Regions from separate parts of the Mus musculus genome. Here region 1 is linked to region 2. A link is a contact called in public Hi-C data. All regions are on one chromosome and are shown on one strand. The core of a region is the stretch at or near the end of the contact, and the rest is flanking DNA. Distances in the headings are between cores, read along the strand shown.

Region 1 (5,104 bases), core at 1,633-4,132, 730 kb before region 2:
TTATGCAGCTGGAATTAATTTCATTTGAATCCGTAATTTTTAGATTACTAACTTGGGACATATAATCTCATTATCCTGAAAATTGTAAGCCAATGGTAACAGTTAATTATTACTGCTGAGAACTAAGTTTTTTCATTATTGAAAAAGACTCTTTTTTTAGTAAAAGTTAAACGTGATAATCCTATCTTATAGGGGCACTAAATATCTTTAGGTATTTATTTGTATTATTATTTTATTATATTATTAGGCATTAAATTATATAAATATATTTAGATGTAATTGAAACATTAATTGTGATTCTTTGGCAGGTTTCAATTATATGTTACAAATATCAGATGCATGCAAGCATATACATTGTTTTCAAATCATTTAAAAGACTTTAATTTATCTGGGGGTTTTGTTTTTCTTTTTTTTTTTTTTTTAAAGATTTACTTTTGTTTTTAGTTATATGTATGTGTAAGTATCTGACTTTACATTTGTGCAAATTCACATAGAGTTTATGGAGGCCAGAAATTTTTGGATCCCTGGGCCTGTGGTGAGCTGCTGATATGGGTGCTGGAAACTGTACATGTGTCCTCTGTGAGAGCAGTATTGAATTGACTGCTGAGCCATCTCTTCAGCCTCTTTGTAAAAACAGCTTTATTTATTTTTACTTTATATGTATGTGTGTTTTGCCTGCATGTGTATATGCATATCCACTTATGAAGTCCAAAAGAGTGTGTTGAGCCCTTGGGACGAGGGTTACAGACGGTTGTGAGCTCTTATGTGGGAACCAAACCTGGGTCCTCTGCAAGAGCAGCCGGTGCTCTTAACTGCTGAGCAGTCTCTCTAGTCCCTCCTTTTTTGGGTTTTAATCAGATAAGCTGATTAGTTCAATTAAGTTCAAGTTCATGCAATTTCACTGTTTACGGTAATAGATGCAGAATTTGTTTTGCATTAGAGGATTGAGTCTCCATTCCTTTAGGGAATATCCTTTACAAACGATGATGCGTATTTGCGTGTTGGTGCTGGTGTGTGCATGGGAGGGGCCTTGGGTGGTGTCTCGTGTGGACTGTTCAGGTGTGATGGACCTAGGGGTTCATTTGCTTGTTTATCTCTGTGCTGGCAATCTAACTCAGGGCCTTAAACACCCGGGCTTGCCCGGCCATGGAGCTCCCCGCTGCACGTGCACGAGGAGAGTCAGGAAGCTCTTGCCAGTGGCATTCGAGTGTACACCTCTTGGTCGCAAGCTTTCCCTTTTGCTCCGTGGAAGCCAAGTATAGGAAGGAATGTGGATGGTACTTGGTGGCTCATAGATGGATCCACAGAAACTATTTGAAAGATTAACGCAAATATTTTCACTGAAGTGCAGGGCTTGGGAGGCAGTAAGAGCTGAGGCTGTGTAAGGGAGAATGGTCTAATTTATAGGGGAAAGAAAAGTGGAAGGTATGAGGTGTTGCCCATATAAGAAAGTGCTGGTACCATTTGATAGTTTACTACCTAGGCGCTCCATGTGCACAGAAGATAACATGGTAGAGTTCCAGGAACTTAGCAGCTGAATTGTACAGATTTGTAATGGGCATAAGGTAGTTCCTATTGATGGAGGTTGCAAAGTGCATGGGCCTCTTTCTTAAGGACAGTGCTATTCACTGAGAGGTAAAGCTCAGAAGGCCTAAAGAGCTCCAAACTTGGGGGGATTCAGATGAAGGCTGACTCCATAGAATAGCAGACGTATGACTGTTTGCTCTGGGTTTTCTTAGGTGTCCTTTGTCAGCGAAATTTTGTGGGATCTGCTTTATTCTTCAAAATTAATGTGTTTGGAGGGTGCTATTTTTTCCTTTGGGGGAAAAAAAAATGTGTGTCCCTGTTGCTTGTCTGCCAGAACCTCCTGGAGCACAGACAAGTTGATTAGTTCAGTATTTGGTGTTTTCTTTAGCTGAGGACGGCCTCCAGCTCTAGCCTCTTCGTCGGAAGTCCTGGGATTCCAAGTGTGGACCACTGTGGACCACTACAGAAGTGCGTACCACTACAGCCCTGCTCCTGCTTTAGCCCACGTGTCTCTTCCCGATCTCTATTTTTAAATTAATATTTAAAATTACATTTATTTCTTGGGTATGGGCATTTGTGTCGTTATGCATGTGTGGAGGTCAGAGGACAACTTGTGGTTCTTGGTTCTCTCCGTCCAGTACGTGGCTCCCAGGGAGTGAAACCAGGTTGTCAGCTTGTCAGTCTTTACTCACTACACTCCCCTGGTCCTCTCCTTTCTTTTGCGTTGATGTATTTGGCTCCTTTTTCAAGTCTATGCCTATAAAATATGACTCCCCAATTTGCTTTTATTTATTTTTTTAAATCCCTTTAGTTAATTTTTATTTTGGAGCTGCCCTGGAACTCACAGTGTAGACCAGGCTCCAGAGCTCTGTCTGCCCCTGCCTCTAGAATGCTGGAATTAAAGGCGTGCACCAACCATGCCCTTCTTTAGATAATTTAAATGGCTCGCTCTGTTGCAATTGGTTCTTGGGAGCCCTAGTAATGTGTGTCTTTCTCTTAGATTTCCTCTTTCTAAGGTGTCTCGAGAATTAGCTTGGCATTTTAAAACCTGGGACTGGTTTCTTGTATATCTCTCACGAGTCATTTTAGTTTTCTTATCTGAGTCTCTCCCCCCCCCCCCCCCCCCCCCCCCCCCGCGCAACCCTCAGTCATTACAGTTGGTGGTCAGCTTTCATTTGAATTGCTTGGCCTGCAGATTCTGGGAGTGGGGATTCAGTGTCTAGAAGACTTGAGGTTTCTTTTTCTCAGATAGCTTTTGGGAACATTCAGAAAGCTCTGCAGTCTTCCACAGTACTTTACTGTGAGAAAAGAGCTTTCTGGAGTTCCCAGCTGTGCGTGGGGCTCAGTTCCACTTCCCAGTTCTGCTTGGGCTAAAACCGGCGTCTCCTTCAGACTGGGCTCTTGTGAGCCTCCTGCCTCAGTCAGCTGTACTCCAGCTTGGCCTGGACAGTGAGGCCTTTCTGTTCTCCTTGCTTTGGGGGGGGGGGCAGGGAGGGGAGGAGGGGGCCGTGGGATTTCCTGTAGTTTCTCTGAGTGTACTAAAACCTTCTTCATTTGTTTAAAACATACTTGAGCAGGAAGAACTGTTGCTTGGTTTTAATGAGTTGCTCAGTGCACTGGCATATGTTTATAATGTGTGAGTGGGCTCAAGTACCACTGTGGTAGGAGGACTTTTGAGAGTAGTTTTCTCCCTTCATCATGACTCCCTGGGGAGTCTAGGGACTAAACTCAGGCTTGAGCAGGTATGAGCTTTTAACTGCTGAGCCAACTCCTGCACCTGCCTTTACCTCTAAAAATGTTTTAGTTAATTTATTTTTCAAATGTTTTGCCTGCATGCGTGTCTGTATACCACATATGCATGCTAGGTGCTCCTAGAAGTGGGCATTGAAGATCTCCTGGAACTGGACTTACAGATGCTTGCCATCTGCCATGTGGATACTGGAGAATCAATCCTGGGTCCTCTGGAAGAGCAGCAATTGCTCTGAAAGAGGGAGTCATCTCTCCATCCCCCATGCCTTTCTTGTTTTTCAAAGGCGGTGTCTTATAATGTAGGTCTGCCTGTTAGCTTAATACTTGGTATGTAGTCCAGGTTGGTCTTGAACTCTTGGAAATCCTCCTGCCTCAGCCTCTAAATGGTCGTCATGCCCAGCTAGGAATAATTCATGATACTTCAGAGCCACCTGGGGTAAACCAAGTAAGGCCTGTCCTCAAAGAGGCTGTGTACTAACCTTGGACTCTAATGAGTCTGTAATCGGATTCAGTCTATTCCTGTTATTCTAACCAGACAAACTTTCAAAAGCATCGAATGTTTCCTGTTTTTAACAAAGTGCTACAAGTGTAATAATGACCTAAAACAATAGGTTGTACCTTGTACCAGAAGTCAGAAGTCTGCAGCAGGTCTCGGCTGTACTTGCTAGGGAAGGGAAGAGTGTTGCCTGGCATCTGCTCCTTGCGTTCCTTGGCATAGAACCTCTCCCTCCGCCTTCAGTGCTAGTAGCATGCCATTGCTAGACCTCTCAGGCTACATTCTGCTTCCCTCAGTGATGTCGTTTTCAGATCCTGACCCTCCTCTTTTTTTTTTTTTTAAAGATTTATTTATTATACATATAAGTACACTGTAGCTTAAGACATGCCAGAAGAGGGCGTCAGATCTCATTATGGGTGGTTGTTATCCACCATGTGGTTGCTGGGATTTGAACTCAGAACCTTTGGAAGAACAGTCAGTGCTCTTACCCACTGAGCCATCTCACCAGCCCGCTCCTCCTACCTCTTGCAAGGACTCTGAGACTATTTAAATCTTATTCACATAATTTAGAATCATCCTGTCTTGAGATTTGTAGTTTAATCCCAGCTTCAGAGTCCCCTTGGTCAATCTGATACACTCATCTTGTGGACAGCAAGTGGACAGGAGTCAACTCCTGTGGTCATAGGGGGTTGCTTGAGTCTGGGAGGGACACGGGAGTCAGAGACTCAAAAAAAGGAATGCACTTTCTTTAGTGAGCCTATATTTTCTTTGCATTCTTTGCCTTATTGTGTTTACCTACTTTTGTTCTGTTTTAATTGTATTTTACTGTGACATACTTTGTAAAAAAATCTCTTGACATAGTAATTATTTGTCCTCTTGTTAGCTTTCAATCTTTACTGACTTCAAAAGCAAAAGCCAGTAAACTATAGCCAACAAGCTAAATCCATCCCATCTTCTTTGTTACAGCATACTAGCTAAGAGTGGTTTCTCTCTCTCTCTCTCTAAATTGTTTGAATGGCTGCCTTAGTACAGATGCATGGTGTTTTATTTGTGAGTTCATTACAAAATGATATTTGTTTTAACAACCTCTTTCATTTTCGTGTGTGTATGTGTGTGTGTGTCCCAACACATGTATAGAGTTTAGAGAACAGTTTGCAGGATTGTAAGAGCTCTCTCTTTCTACTGTGTGGGTTCTTGGGATAGAATTGCCCAGCTTGGCAGCAGTCACCCTTACTTGCTGAGTCATCATCTTCTTGGCCTGGATTCACATTTTTAAATAGTAGAGAAAAAAAAAAATCAAAGGAAGGGACATACTTTGTGATACATGGAAAT
Region 2 (5,358 bases), core at 1,561-4,060:
AGCCTGGTCTACAGAGTGAGTTCCAGGACAGCCAGGGCTATACAGAGAAACCCTGTCTCAAAAAAAAAAAAAAAAAAGAAAAAGAAAAAAAGAAAAAAAAAACAAAAAGGAAAAGGAAAAAAAGAAAAAGAAAGAAAGAAAAAGAATTTTAAAACCCCCAAAAATATTTTTAAAATGTCCTCAGAGAAACAGAGGAGACTCCTGTAAATGGGGACAGAGTAGGAACGAATAATTTAAAGAAAAAAGTTAAAATTCTGCTCTGAAAATATCAGATTTAAAACATGACAAATTAATTTGCTGTTAAGAAAGGTACAGCTGAGGGAAGAAAGTTGCTCAAAAATGGAAACAGGACACACCCTAAATACTGCTCAATCCATCTTACATAGCCTACCATATATTATAACTCAGCCCAACCTCCTTTCAAAAAAACAACATTTCTTCTTCCTCCCTTAGTCATAATCAAACCACTGGGATGCACCAAGCATTCCAGGACCCAGCATCTGCATTCAGCCAGGAGACTAGGCGTCGTAAGAACCTGCATTTACACAGCTCGTGCCTGGTATCAACCCTGGTGATTATCTCCAATATAAGATGGGTTGGCTCCCAAAGATAAAGACATTTTCAACTCTGAGGAGTCAGAATCACTAATGATTGATACTTTATCTTTACCACAACTTCCAGAAAATGGCAGCTGCATGACTAAATAAGTAAAAATATATAAATCTTTAGGGGGCTGGTAAGATGGCTCACTGTCAAGCCCAATGACCTGAGTCCATTTCCCAGAACTCACATGGTGGAGGAGAGAATGCCTCATCTTTTTTTAAGTGAGGAAGCATATTATACAGAGAGATGTGGCATGTTCTAAAAAACATTTATGCTAAACTTAAAGGCAAAAGCTAAACATAATTAATCTAAAAAAAAACTTTAAAAAATTATCCCTTTTGAGATATCAGGCACAAGCTTACACACACACACACATTTAGAACAATATGAACTGAGAGTACATATAATATCAATACTATTTGCTGAATCATATAAGGCAGAGTTCATAACTACACTACACACAACTATAAACATTAAGTGTAGCTCTTGAAACTACAAAGTGTATTACCTGAGACTATAGAATTTGAAGTTATTCCAAAAATTATGGCACCAGATAATAAAAATAGCATGAACTCCCAGTTAAAAACCAGATGTGAATCATATTCACACTAAAAAGTCTTGATAAACACCTATAATGGGCCAGGCGCTTTTACTTTTTTTCACACAGGAAACTAAAGATCTCCATATTCATGAAAAGAATTTATTTGCAAGAGAGATTTTAGAGGAGGAAAACCACATCAACTATAAAAATCAATTTTTATAACTAATTGATTTACTATACATTCCAACCCCAGCTTTTTCTCCCTCCTCTCCTCCCAGTCCCTCCCTCTTACCTCACCTCCCTCTATGCCCAGCTCCCTGTCTCCTCCCATAGATATCAACTCCCTTGGCCTATCAAGTTGCAGTAGGATTCTGGGAAGAGCTCCTACTGAGGACAGACCAGGCAGCCCAGTTAGGGGGAAGGGATCCAGATGCAGGTAACAGAGTCAGAGACAACCCCTGCTCCTCTGTTAGGGGTCCCATATGAAGACTAACCAAGATGCACATCTGCTACATATGTATAGAGGGCTTAGTTCCATCCCATGCATGTTCTCTGGTGTGTAGTTCAGTTTCTGTGAGATTGCTTTAAGGTCACGGCTTTAACAATGTAAACTGAATGCCTTGACTTTCAATGTAGCCAACTGTACTCAATAACCACAGGATAATGAAATTTCCTCCTAGTTCCATCAAAAGAAACCCCAGAATATATTAGAAAATCACTGGGATGCTTCTTTTACAAGCAAAGAATAGGAAGTGTGGCTCTGGCTCGGCATGGTGCAGTTCATTGACTTCATTTCCCAGTAAAAGATGATTTATAACCTATGCATAAAATGTGGCTGTTGCCACATGAGAAAATGGGTAGGAGAAACTGCTCAGTCTTAAAATGTTTCCACTCATGAGGACTTTAAAATGTGCATATCCTATATATGGATAATTTATGCTTTTTGGAAAGAAAAGAAAGGACAAAGACAATAAGGATTTAATTAGTTTTCGAGTTGCATAATATCTAACAACTAGAACCTCTTGCAAAAAGATGACTTCCTAATGGCATCCTTACATAACAAGTGGAGGGGGAAGAGGAAAGAGTGAGAGTCATTAGCCTAGATGCAGATAGACAAAGACCTTACTGAGTTGCTTCTTATCACATAGAACTTCTAAGATTCCAAGTGGTCTACTTACAACATTCAATATTATATTTCAAGCCTCAGACCCTCTCAGATTCCTTTAAAAATTCTTGAAGATTAATTTAAAAGTCTCCCTGGTAACTAAAAATATTAAGAAGTGGAAAAGTGAACTAAGCTTCCTAGTGGACAAAAGAAATGACTCTCATAACCTAAAGATGCATCAAGAAATAGTGAGAAATGGAAACATGTTTGGTAGTGGTACCATCACACTGTACGGTGCTGGGCTCACGGCTCACTCCCACAACAAATTACAAGTGCAACCTGGCAAGGAAAAAAAAAAGCATGTTCTGAAGAGACAGGCTTGGAATCAGAATCTATGAAATCAAGAATCATTACTTTATAACTTCAAAGCCAGAAACCATATCACACAAGGAAATGAAGCCACAAGCTGGCATTATCAAAAGCAGCATATTTTATCTACAAAGCCTACAGATATTGCAGTCATCTGACACCAAAAATACAGGAAGTGTGGCTTATATGTTTATAGAAATAGAATCTGAATGAGGAGAACCAACCATGTGGTCCATGCAGCTCTGACAACGGTATAAGGAGTTTCTAAAAAAAAAAAAAAAAAAACAAACAGGATATCTGAGTGTGTGTGTGTGTGTGTGTGTGTGAATGTGTGTGTGAATGTGTGTGCATATTTGTGTGTGTGCACGTGTGTGTGTTTGTGTGTATGTGAATGTGTGTGTGTATATGTGTGTATATATGAATGTGTGTGTGAATGTGTGTGCATATATGTGTGTGTGCATGTGTGTGTGTTTGTGTGTATGTGAATGTGTGTGTGTATATGTGTGTATATATGAATGTGTGTGCGAATGTATGTGTATTTCTGTGTATGTGAATGTGTATGTTTGTGTGTATGTGAATGTGTGTGTGTATATGTGTGTATATATGAATGTGTGTGTGAATGTGTGTGTATTTCTGTGTATGTGAATGTGTGTGTATATGTGTGAATGTGTGTGCATGTGTGTGTGTTTGTGTGTATGTGAATGTGTGTGTATATGTGTGTATATATGAATGTGTATGTGAATGTATGTGTATTTCTGTGTATGTGAATGTGTATGTATGTGTGTGTGTGTATATGTGTGAATTGTGTGAATGTGTGTGTGAATGTGTATGTGAATGTGTGTGTATGTGTGTATATGTATGAATGTGTGTGTGTGTGTGTGTGTATGTGTGTGTGCGTATGTGGATGTGAATGTGTGTGTGTATGTGTGTGTATGTGTGTGTGCATCTGTGAATGTGTGTGTGTGAATGTGTGTGTATGTGTGTATGTGTGTGTGAATGTGTGTATGTGTATGTATGTATGAATGTGTATACGTGTGAATGTGTGTGAAAATGTAAAAATGCACATTATACTTTAAACAGTTAATTAAAATAAGAGGCACAAGAGAACTAAGAGAACTGCTCAGAACATAATAAAGATAATATAAAAATCAAAGAAAATAAGGGATGAAAATAAAAATGCCTAATATATTATCTTTTCTGTGCTATTGGAATTCTGAAAAGACAATAGAAGTTGGTATTTGCCAAGGTGGCAGCTGGAAGTTGGGGAGAACTGCTTGAGAGTTCTAAATTAAGCAATAAATTCTGAATGGCATACATAATGTATAGAAAACCAAATAATAAAAAAATTTAAGTTTAGTCCAGAATGGAATAACATTTAGCAATGAAAAGAGAGCAAATCACAGAATGGATTATAAACACCAAAAAACTAAGTTAAGTATATTTCCAGATTTCTGCACAAAACATAACAAAACAAAACAATAGCAATGCCAAAACCATTAGGCCAAGTAAAGAAAGCCACAGGCATAAAGCTATGGGTAACTCAGCTGATTTGTACATCCTGTCTATTGCCACAATATCTAGGCAATGAATGCCCACTAACAGATGATCTCATAAAAAATATGTGGTGCTTGTGCTTGTGGAAATGCATTGAGCCATAGAACAAATGAAATCAGGTATGCAGGAAGACAGACTGAACTGGAAATCACTGTTAAGTGAATAAACCAGACGTTTTCATATTTTCTGTCATAAGACAAACACACACACACACACACATATATATGTATATATATATATATATATATATATATATGTACATTCATATTTGTGGATACCACATATGAAACATTAAAGGCAAATTTATAAAGCGACAGCACTTCTCAGTGGTCCAGTGGTTGCCTAGGGTTGAGCCCTGGAGCAAAGAGCCATGAATGGGCATGAGCCAACTTCTGCAGCTGATGAAAATGTTCTAAAACTCAAATGTTGTAGAGGATATATATCTCTAACTTTGCTAAGATACTGAATTAGAAGCTTTAAAACAGTAGGTTAATTGTAAAAAAGAAAGACCTGAAGATGCATATATACAAAAAAGATAGGATAGCTAAATCAAAATCAATATAAAACAGATATTCTAATAAATCATTGACAGATCTAATAATCACTATAAATCAAAGGTTTGAATCATCAGGTAAATTCAAGGGTTCTGAATTACTATAGAAAATTAACATATACTAACAATAAATTAATAACTACAAAGTTACAATCAATAAATGCATTGCCATAATGGTAGATCTTCAGAGTATCTGGCATAACAAACTCATCAGAAAAGGCAGATGGTGGTAGCAGATGTCTTTAATCCCAGTGCTTGGGAGACAGAGGCGGGGGAGTCTCTAGGTTTGAGGCCACCCTGGTCTACAGAATAAGTTCCAGGACAGCCAGGGCTACAGAGAAAACTGCTGTCCTGAAAAACCAAAAGAGAAAGAGAAATCATCAGACAAAAATATCAGTAAAGTAATGGAAGATGTAAATGGTATAATAATGTGCTTTAATCTAATAAATGAAATCCCTTGTCACTAATCAGTTATAATATATAAGTAAAAAAATAAAAAGTACAGCAAACTTTGAGATGCCTCAAAGAATGAGCATTACTCAGTTTGTACAGACATCAGCAAATATGCAGAAATCATTAGAAAACTTCCATAGATCTGGATATTAAAAATATAACTCAAAATTAGAGATTAAA

Evidence for each region. A called contact is a pair of places that touch in the nucleus more often than the background predicts.
Region 1: a contact with region 2 is called in a Hi-C map of bone marrow-derived macrophages, with 5 times the contacts expected there. The contact joins two enhancer-like sites. A contact is called at or near these places in 2 of 484 Hi-C or Micro-C datasets (both in bone marrow-derived macrophages), 1 of 115 datasets of contacts at active chromatin or transcription factors (microglia) and 1 of 9 other capture datasets (adipose tissue).

The regions. Positions count from the first base shown.
Region 1 is chr12:36,027,254-36,032,357 of GRCm38.p6, reverse strand. All of the region lies in intron 1 of Tspan13 (tetraspanin 13), which reads left to right. Among named protein-coding and RNA genes, the nearest start is that of Tspan13, 13 kb to the left of the region's middle. Within about 2 kb of position 2,882, at least 73 of the 459 cell types and tissues checked have an H3K27ac peak or open chromatin away from gene starts, as enhancers often do. A contact at or near this core is called in bone marrow-derived macrophages, where this site is marked.
Region 2 is chr12:35,300,818-35,306,175 of GRCm38.p6, reverse strand. No RefSeq gene overlaps it. Among named protein-coding and RNA genes, the nearest start is that of Mir680-3, 110 kb to the right of the region's middle. Within about 2 kb of position 2,810, at least 12 of the 459 cell types and tissues checked have an H3K27ac peak or open chromatin away from gene starts, as enhancers often do. A contact at or near this core is called in bone marrow-derived macrophages, where this site is marked.